2 separate regions of the Arachis hypogaea genome follow, and region 1 is linked to region 2. A link is a contact called in public Hi-C data. All regions are on one chromosome and are shown on one strand. Each heading gives the region's core, a stretch centred on a gene start, on an enhancer-like site or on the middle of the called end of the contact. The rest is flanking DNA. Distances are from core to core; before and after follow the strand shown. Region 1 holds the start of LOC112775248. Region 2 has its middle 3.8 kb from the start of LOC140182300.

Evidence for each region. A called contact is a pair of places that touch in the nucleus more often than the background predicts.
Region 1: a contact with region 2 is called in a Hi-C map of leaf, with 2.1 times the contacts expected there. The contact joins the promoter of LOC112775248 here to the enhancer-like site in region 2. A contact is called at or near these places in 3 of 8 Hi-C or Micro-C datasets (leaf and an unstated tissue).

The regions. Positions count from the first base shown.
Region 1 is chr19:99,476,901-99,480,675 of arahy.Tifrunner.gnm2.J5K5, reverse strand. It overlaps LOC112775248, which reads right to left and starts at 2,444. Exons shown (of 20, transcript XM_025818763.3): 1 at 1,161-2,444; 2 at 944-988; 3 at 518-599; 4 at 315-383; 5 at 2-172. The coding sequence starts at 1,717.
Region 2 is chr19:99,224,554-99,228,084 of arahy.Tifrunner.gnm2.J5K5, reverse strand. No RefSeq gene overlaps it. Among protein-coding and RNA genes, the nearest start is that of LOC140182300, 3.8 kb to the right of the region's middle. Within about 2 kb of position 1,899, at least 3 of the 3 cell types and tissues checked have open chromatin away from gene starts, as enhancers often do.

The DNA of each region.
Region 1 (3,775 bases), core at 1,195-3,694, 250 kb before region 2:
CCTGCAGAGCTTTTACGCGATTCCAAAGTGGAGGTAAGTCGGCAAACAATTTCTTTACAGAAAGCTCAGGAGGCTTGGCTTGCTTGAAGAAAGAATGTTTCAGTAACTTCTCCACCGTCGGTCTCTTTGTCGGATCTTTTACCAAGCACATAGCAACCATTTCCTTAAAAGACTGATCACGACTGGAAATTCTTAATTAGACTACTGCTACTACTATCAATAGCATTTTGATAATAAGAAATAAAAATATCATAACAGGCTATATAGCCTTGATACGTGAAACGAATAAAACCAGGCAGAAAGAACACGAATACCTTAGAGAACTTCCTATCCCGATCATAATCAAGGCCCGGAGGGGCATTCTGTATGGTCATTAGAAGCACCTATTTACAAAACAAACGCCAAGTCATTCTCTGATTCCTATGTTATAAATTACACAATGCGAGATCTTGAAATAGGTCCATTTTTAATACATTTCCAGGCGTCTCAAGTCTCAACTCAGACAAATTACAAATACCTTCATGGGAGGATATTTCGAGAAAGGTGCATGACCATGAGCCAGCTCAAGCGCCGTAATCCCAAAAGACCAAATATCAGCCCTGTCAAACATTCCATTCACACGTTTTAAAAGGGGAAAAGATCTTGCAAAGCTTGAAGGCATGTAAGGATAGGTTTAGTAGTGCTCTAACTTATGAAAGAATGAACAAATCTTTTCTATTCGGTAAATAAAAAATTGTGCGTTTTCGCTTCTGGCTTTTAGATGCCAAAGTATGCTCATCATGAACAGCCGCAACAATGCCAAGCCAAGCCAAAGCCAAATTCTTGGCAGTTCAACCACCTTTTCCCACAATTATCCACAAACAGCACAACAAGAATCAAAAGGAGGGAAGGGGGATAAAAATTGTACGATGATGATCAATGATTAATTATTAAAGATACTCACTTGAAATTATAACCAGTTCCAGGCTGCAGCACCTCCGGTGCCATCCTACAAAGATAAACACATACCTATCAATCTCATATCTATATACTCTGAGTAATAATACAGCACCCTAAACACCATCCTAATAACCAGTTGAAATCTTGAAAAGCAATCAATTCTTCCCTAGCTTAAATAAATGAAACAATTAAAAACAGAAAATAGAATTGAGAAATCAAACCAGCAAGGAGTTCCAACAAAAGTGTTCCTGGACCGCTGCCTATCGCCGGCATCAAACATGCAAGCAGAAACACCGAAATCAGCAAGTTTGATATCGCCATTGGAATCCAAAAGTATATTCCCAGCCTTAACATCGCGGTGGATGTGGCCATGGCGGTGGAGGTAGTCAAGAGCCTTGAGTGTCTCCTTGAGTACGGATCCAATGGCATCTTCTTCGAAGCCGTCGGGGTATGCGACCTTCATGAGGTGTAGGCAGGAGCCTTGGTCCATAAACGGCATAACCACCCAGAGACTCCGGTCGACGACGAAGGAGCAGAAGGCGCGGACGACGTTGGGGTGATCGATGAGGCTCATGGTCTGAGCCTCTCGCCGTATGTCGTCGAAGTTGCTGTTGCATCGGTCCAGATCCAGGACCTTCACGGCGACTTGCTCGTTCGAGGGGATGTGAACGGCGTGGTAGACGGTTGCGCTGGCGCCGAATCCGACTTCTTCCAGAAGCTTGTAGTCCCGCGGGTTCGCCGAGAAGCTTCTAGAATAATAGGAAGAAGAAGAGGTCATGTTCGTTTTGTTATTGTTGGTGATGGATGGATGAATGAAATTAGAGAGGAAGAGAGGGGATCTGCTTAGGTTGGTCAGACTGTGGGTTGAGCAGTGTTGACCTGCATCTCGATGAAGATTATTGGAACTCGGAAGAAAGAGAATTGACTTTTGTGGTGTGTTTGGGAGTTTGATATGATTCTTTGTTGCAAGAATGGGTTGGTGCTTGTTCCTGCGATTTAGGGAGCTGTGTGGGAGAGAGAGGGAGAGGAGAGAGGGTGTGTCTGGTGGTGTGCCGGCCTAGGAGAGGGAGAAGAGAGAGAGGAAGTACAACACACGCTCTCATACTATCGACTGGTCTTCTCTAGCTGCTGACGTGTCCCATGTTCCTGCTTTGGGCTTCATCTTGTCCCTCCATGTACTTGTACTGTTCGTTTCACTTCGCACCGGTTCGCTTTCCCTGCCCTCTTCACTTCTGAGTTCTCACTTCTCTCCTCTCCTCTCCGGATTTTTTTTTAAAATAAATAAAAAAAATTATATTTACACTTCTAAATTTTATAAGCGTGGAATCAAATAAGGAAATAATAACGCTTGCTATCATGAGTGAAGGTGTGAGCCGGAGCGAGGGTTCCAGGGCGAAACACAAGAAGATAGATGGTATTGCGGGCGGAAGTGATAAAGGAAAGAGTGGGGTTAGGTTTGCATTAGGAGATTTGGAGAAATTTTTTCATGAAGAAAGTTCAAAGTCGATTAGGGTCTTTTTTAGAGACAAAGTTATGAGTACAAAGACGATTAAAATTTTTGAACTGAGAGGAAGATTTGGCAGACGTGACAAAAAATAAGATAATTCTGTGCTATCTAGTGTTACCTTTATTAAGAAAGTGAAGAGTAGTCTGCAGAATTCTATAAAGTGATTTGACGGATTAAGAGTGGTTTTGAATTATTAGACGTGAGGTCAGATATTTCTTGGTGAAATTCGACTCTTTTGAGAATCGAGACAAAGTCATGCTAGGGTCCTTGGTTGATCGAAGGACATTATGTGGCGGTAAAATCATGGGACGGAGAATTTTGTCTTTGTGAATAATCCTTTGATTTATCTTTGGTATGGATTAGAGTTTCAAGCCTTTTGATTTAGTGTTACTAGAAACAAGCAATGCTTCGTATCGTGGCCGCAATAGGAAATCTGATTAAAGTTGATTTGGCTACCAAAATGGCAGAGAGAGGAAGATATGTCTGTACTTGTGTCCAGATTAATTTGGACTTACTAGTAGTTAAGAAGATCATTGTGAAGTACGAAAGTCTAAATTTAATATGTGAGTCATGTGTAAAGTTTGGCCATGATATGATGGCGTGCAAGGCAAAGAGTAGAAAGGTGACGGAGGTTGGCATGACTAATGTCGACACGGAACAAACTGTTCCACAGCAGCCGACAAGTTCAAATTTAAAAAAATCGGGGCATGTTGAAAAAGAAAATTTTTAATTTGGCAAAAATCTTGGAAGAGAACACGTAACTAAAGCTACCCCGATACTTGAGACAAATGTTATGCATGATAATAATGTGGAAACTTCACAAGCAGAAAAGATGTATGGTTGGACATAAATGTTACGTAAAGGTAAATTTCATGTGGGTCTAAAGCCCAAAAAGCAAGCCCAATCTAAGGGACCCTTCTTTCCATCATCATGATCTCATTCCAAGCCCAAATCCCAACACTCTCGTGTGGATGTGTCCAAGAGCAACGGAACTAGGGGTTTTCATAAAAGGAAATAAGAGAATATGATCCAAGGCCAACTGAGCAATCAAAAATAGGGAGAGGTTGCAAACCATTCCTATCGCGAGCGACAAAGACCACTTTCCTTACAAAATTCACCAGTAGAGAAAGATGGCAGAGAAACGGTGGCTACAATGTCAGAGGCCAGAAAGCGGTGGTTGTGGATGGCCAAGAGAAGGAAACTTTACATGAAAAGCCCAGATTATCAACATGTCCGCCGTTTTAGGAACCCTGTTTAGTTCTTCTTTCTTTTGGAGTTGATTTTTATGGATAGTCTTAATATCATTATTTGAAACATTACGGGTGCATC
Region 2 (3,531 bases), core at 650-3,149:
ATTCTCATATTTAATTTGTATAATAATAAAAATAAAGATTTTTTGTTTTTAAAAAAATTATTTAAAACTAATCACTAGTATTATTTTTATTATATTTTTTTATTTTTGAATTTATATTTTTTCATGAAATTAGTAGATAAAAGCTTATTGGATAATTAAAATTTGTGCTGAAAAATTTTGGTTTTGTTAAATTAGATGAAACATATTTTAAAAAAATTATATTTAACAAAACCAAAATGTTCTAGCAAAAATTTTAATTATTCAATAGATTTTTATCTAATTTCATAAAAAAATATAAACCCAAAAACAAAAAGAAACAGAATAAAAATAACATTAGTCATTCATTTTGAATAAATGATTTCTTTGAAGCAGGGACAAATTTAAAAGAGAGCAAACATAACTTTTTTGAACAAAGTTGATGGTTTTAAGTATTTAAAGTTATTATATATTATATAATTTTATTTTTAAAATAGAGTAACTAACTATTTTAGATAAATAATTAAATTATTAAATTCAAAAATAAGTAATAATTTTTAAATTAAGATAAATATTATTTTTAATCTTTTTTATTAAATAATTTTTTTAAATTTTTAAAATTTAAACTTTTTTTCTCTTTTTAAATATTTTTTCTCTTAATGCTCATACGTATTATCATATAAAAATACTTTAATATTTATAATAACAAAAAAATCTTTATAAGTACATGCATGAAAATAAATTATTTTAAAACTTATTTATTTATTTTATGATATTAAAATTATAACATATTAAGTAAATTCATTAAAATAATTATATTTTATATATTTTATTCAAGAATATATTTTAAATATATATAAAAATTATTAGAATAATTTATTTATATTATTTTATAGCATATTTGTTTATGATATGAAACATAAAAATATAACTTACTGTTATAATAATATTCAACAAAATAAACTAATAAAAAATAGATAACTTTTTATATTTTATTAAATCTAAAATAAAAAATATATATATAAAAATTAAGATAATTTTTTTATATAACAAGTACTTATTAGTATCTTTTAATTAAAAAATATTAGTTATGATTATATATATTACTAAATATATAATATTATATTTAACTATATAATATTTTAATTTTTGACATGTCCTCTACTAAATTTTTGGATTTATCTCTGCTTTAAAGGTAAAAATATATTTATTATTATATAAGTTAAATATGAGGATATATATATATATATATAAAATAAAAATATAATTTTAAATAAAAATTTCAGTGAAAGAAAAAAAAGTTAGATGGTGATATTTTAACTCTTTCTTTTTTTATTATTAATTTAGAAGGATATTATTGTTGTTTTAATTTATTATTTTATGGACCAATTTCTATGTGATGGATAATATTTACAAAAAATTTAAAACGGTCAAAATTTTTCAAAACCAATAAAACCTAACAAATAAATTATCACATTAAAAATAAATTAAACCAATATAATTAGCATTCATAACGTTGACAAATTTTAACATAAAACTTGTCTAAAAGTATAGAAACAAGGCTAACACGTGTTGTCTCTTCTCTAGTGCCACGCTTCTTGAGCACATGCGGAGAAATTTTACCGTAGAATCTTCCTAGTAATTATCCTAAACTAAAAGGGAACTCCACCAGTAGGAGGAGGTTATTTATTTTTTTTTATATACGTAGAAGGAGTTAGTAATTACCTCCGGCATTGGACACCCTATTTTTTTGGGCTGGCATACCCTACTTTTCACGAGACAAACTGAGAAAAGTTTGTTCATTTTTATCGTTTTATCATTTTTTAGTTTGAGATATAGAAAAGAGAATGGGTTCTCTCCTAAGCCTTTACCCATAATCAAGCCCATAATGGCTGATTTATTTTTGTTGACTGGATCTTGGTAGTTCCAACTTCCAAAGTTCCAAAATCTTCGTCAGTAGTTCTTGTGACTGTGTAACAAAGGTATCAATATTTAAACTAAGCTAGATTGATTTAATAGTTAATTTATTAGTCTGTTTAAGCAAGTATGTATGCAACAATTTATTGGCCAACAATAAACTCTTAAATAAAGCTCCAATCCGTGAGAGACTAGTTTTTGGCCTGTCGAAATGAGAAATACAAAAAAAAAGTATCAATATTTAGTTTATCCTAATCTCAATACTTTGGCATGTATCGAAATGGTTGAGCTCACAAATAAATATGAATAGAGTTAATAAAATAATTAATATCATAAGTGGCAACAAGATATTAAGCTAATCTCTCATTTTTCTTTCTTTGAAAAAAAATACGAATGGATGCAATCATGCAGCTTGTAATTGTACATAATTGATTTTTTATTATTTATGATTTATGAAGGAAGAAAGTCCAAGATGGTGGTTAGTATCTTGCTAAGATAAGACACATTACTGAAAAGAAATTGCAGGTGATCTAATGAACATAAACAAACACTGCAAGGTTATTGTTTATTGACTTCTTCGTTTTATAATTTTCCTTTAAATCGTCTATTATGACAAGGTTAGCCTTATGTCTATGAAATCTATCCAAGACAGTACCATAGGAGATTTAAAATTTCAAGACAAAAAAGCTAAGATACACAAACCAAAGCTATTAAACAAAACATTAAAACTATATATAAAATTTAAGCATACAATCAATTCATCTATGTATAGTTAATTAGTTACAAAGAGTTAAGGTACATGCATTCAAATTATTCCCAACTTGCGTGGATTGGCTAAGGTTCAAGAATCAATTAGGAATTCGGAACAACGTGAAGCTAAATTGGGCCTAGCATAGCCCACCTAACAATAATAAACATATTTGAGAGCATGCTTTGTACATTTAATTGATATCTTACTAGTCACTAGTCATGAGTCAATATAGTCACCATTGTCCATTACCATACAAATTACAAACGCATTATTATTATTATTATTATTATTATTATTATTATTATTATTATTATTATTATTATTATCTTTTAACAAAGCTCATACGTAAAGGGTTGGTGCTCTAATCTTTTGCCACCCCCTAATTATGGAAGCTTAAAATGGTATATAGATCCTCACGGACTCGCTTTACGGCTTGATTTTATATGAATAGTTGTATTAAATTATATAATTAGTTATAAAAAATAATTAATAATCCTAGTTTATCTTCCTAATTCTAAATAAAAAATTGAATATTTATCATTTGATATTTAAAATATATATATATAAAGTTTTATTTATTTAGGAAAAAATGACAAATTGATCCCTGATTTTTTTGTCTACGAATATTTAAGTTTCTGAGAATTTAAAAATACATTTAGGTTTTTGACCTCTTCAAAATCTGAACATATCAATTTCTGAGTTTAATTTGTTCCATTTTAAAAATTCTCCTACGTGAGCATTCACATTAGCCAAATCAGTATAATAGAAATCAGGTTTGATTTTTCGTTAGGCCTGACAAATTCAAGTGAATAATAGAGATAAATGTGTCTAGATTTTGAGAAAGTTAGGAACTTAAATATATTTTTAAATTTTTAAAAATAAATGTC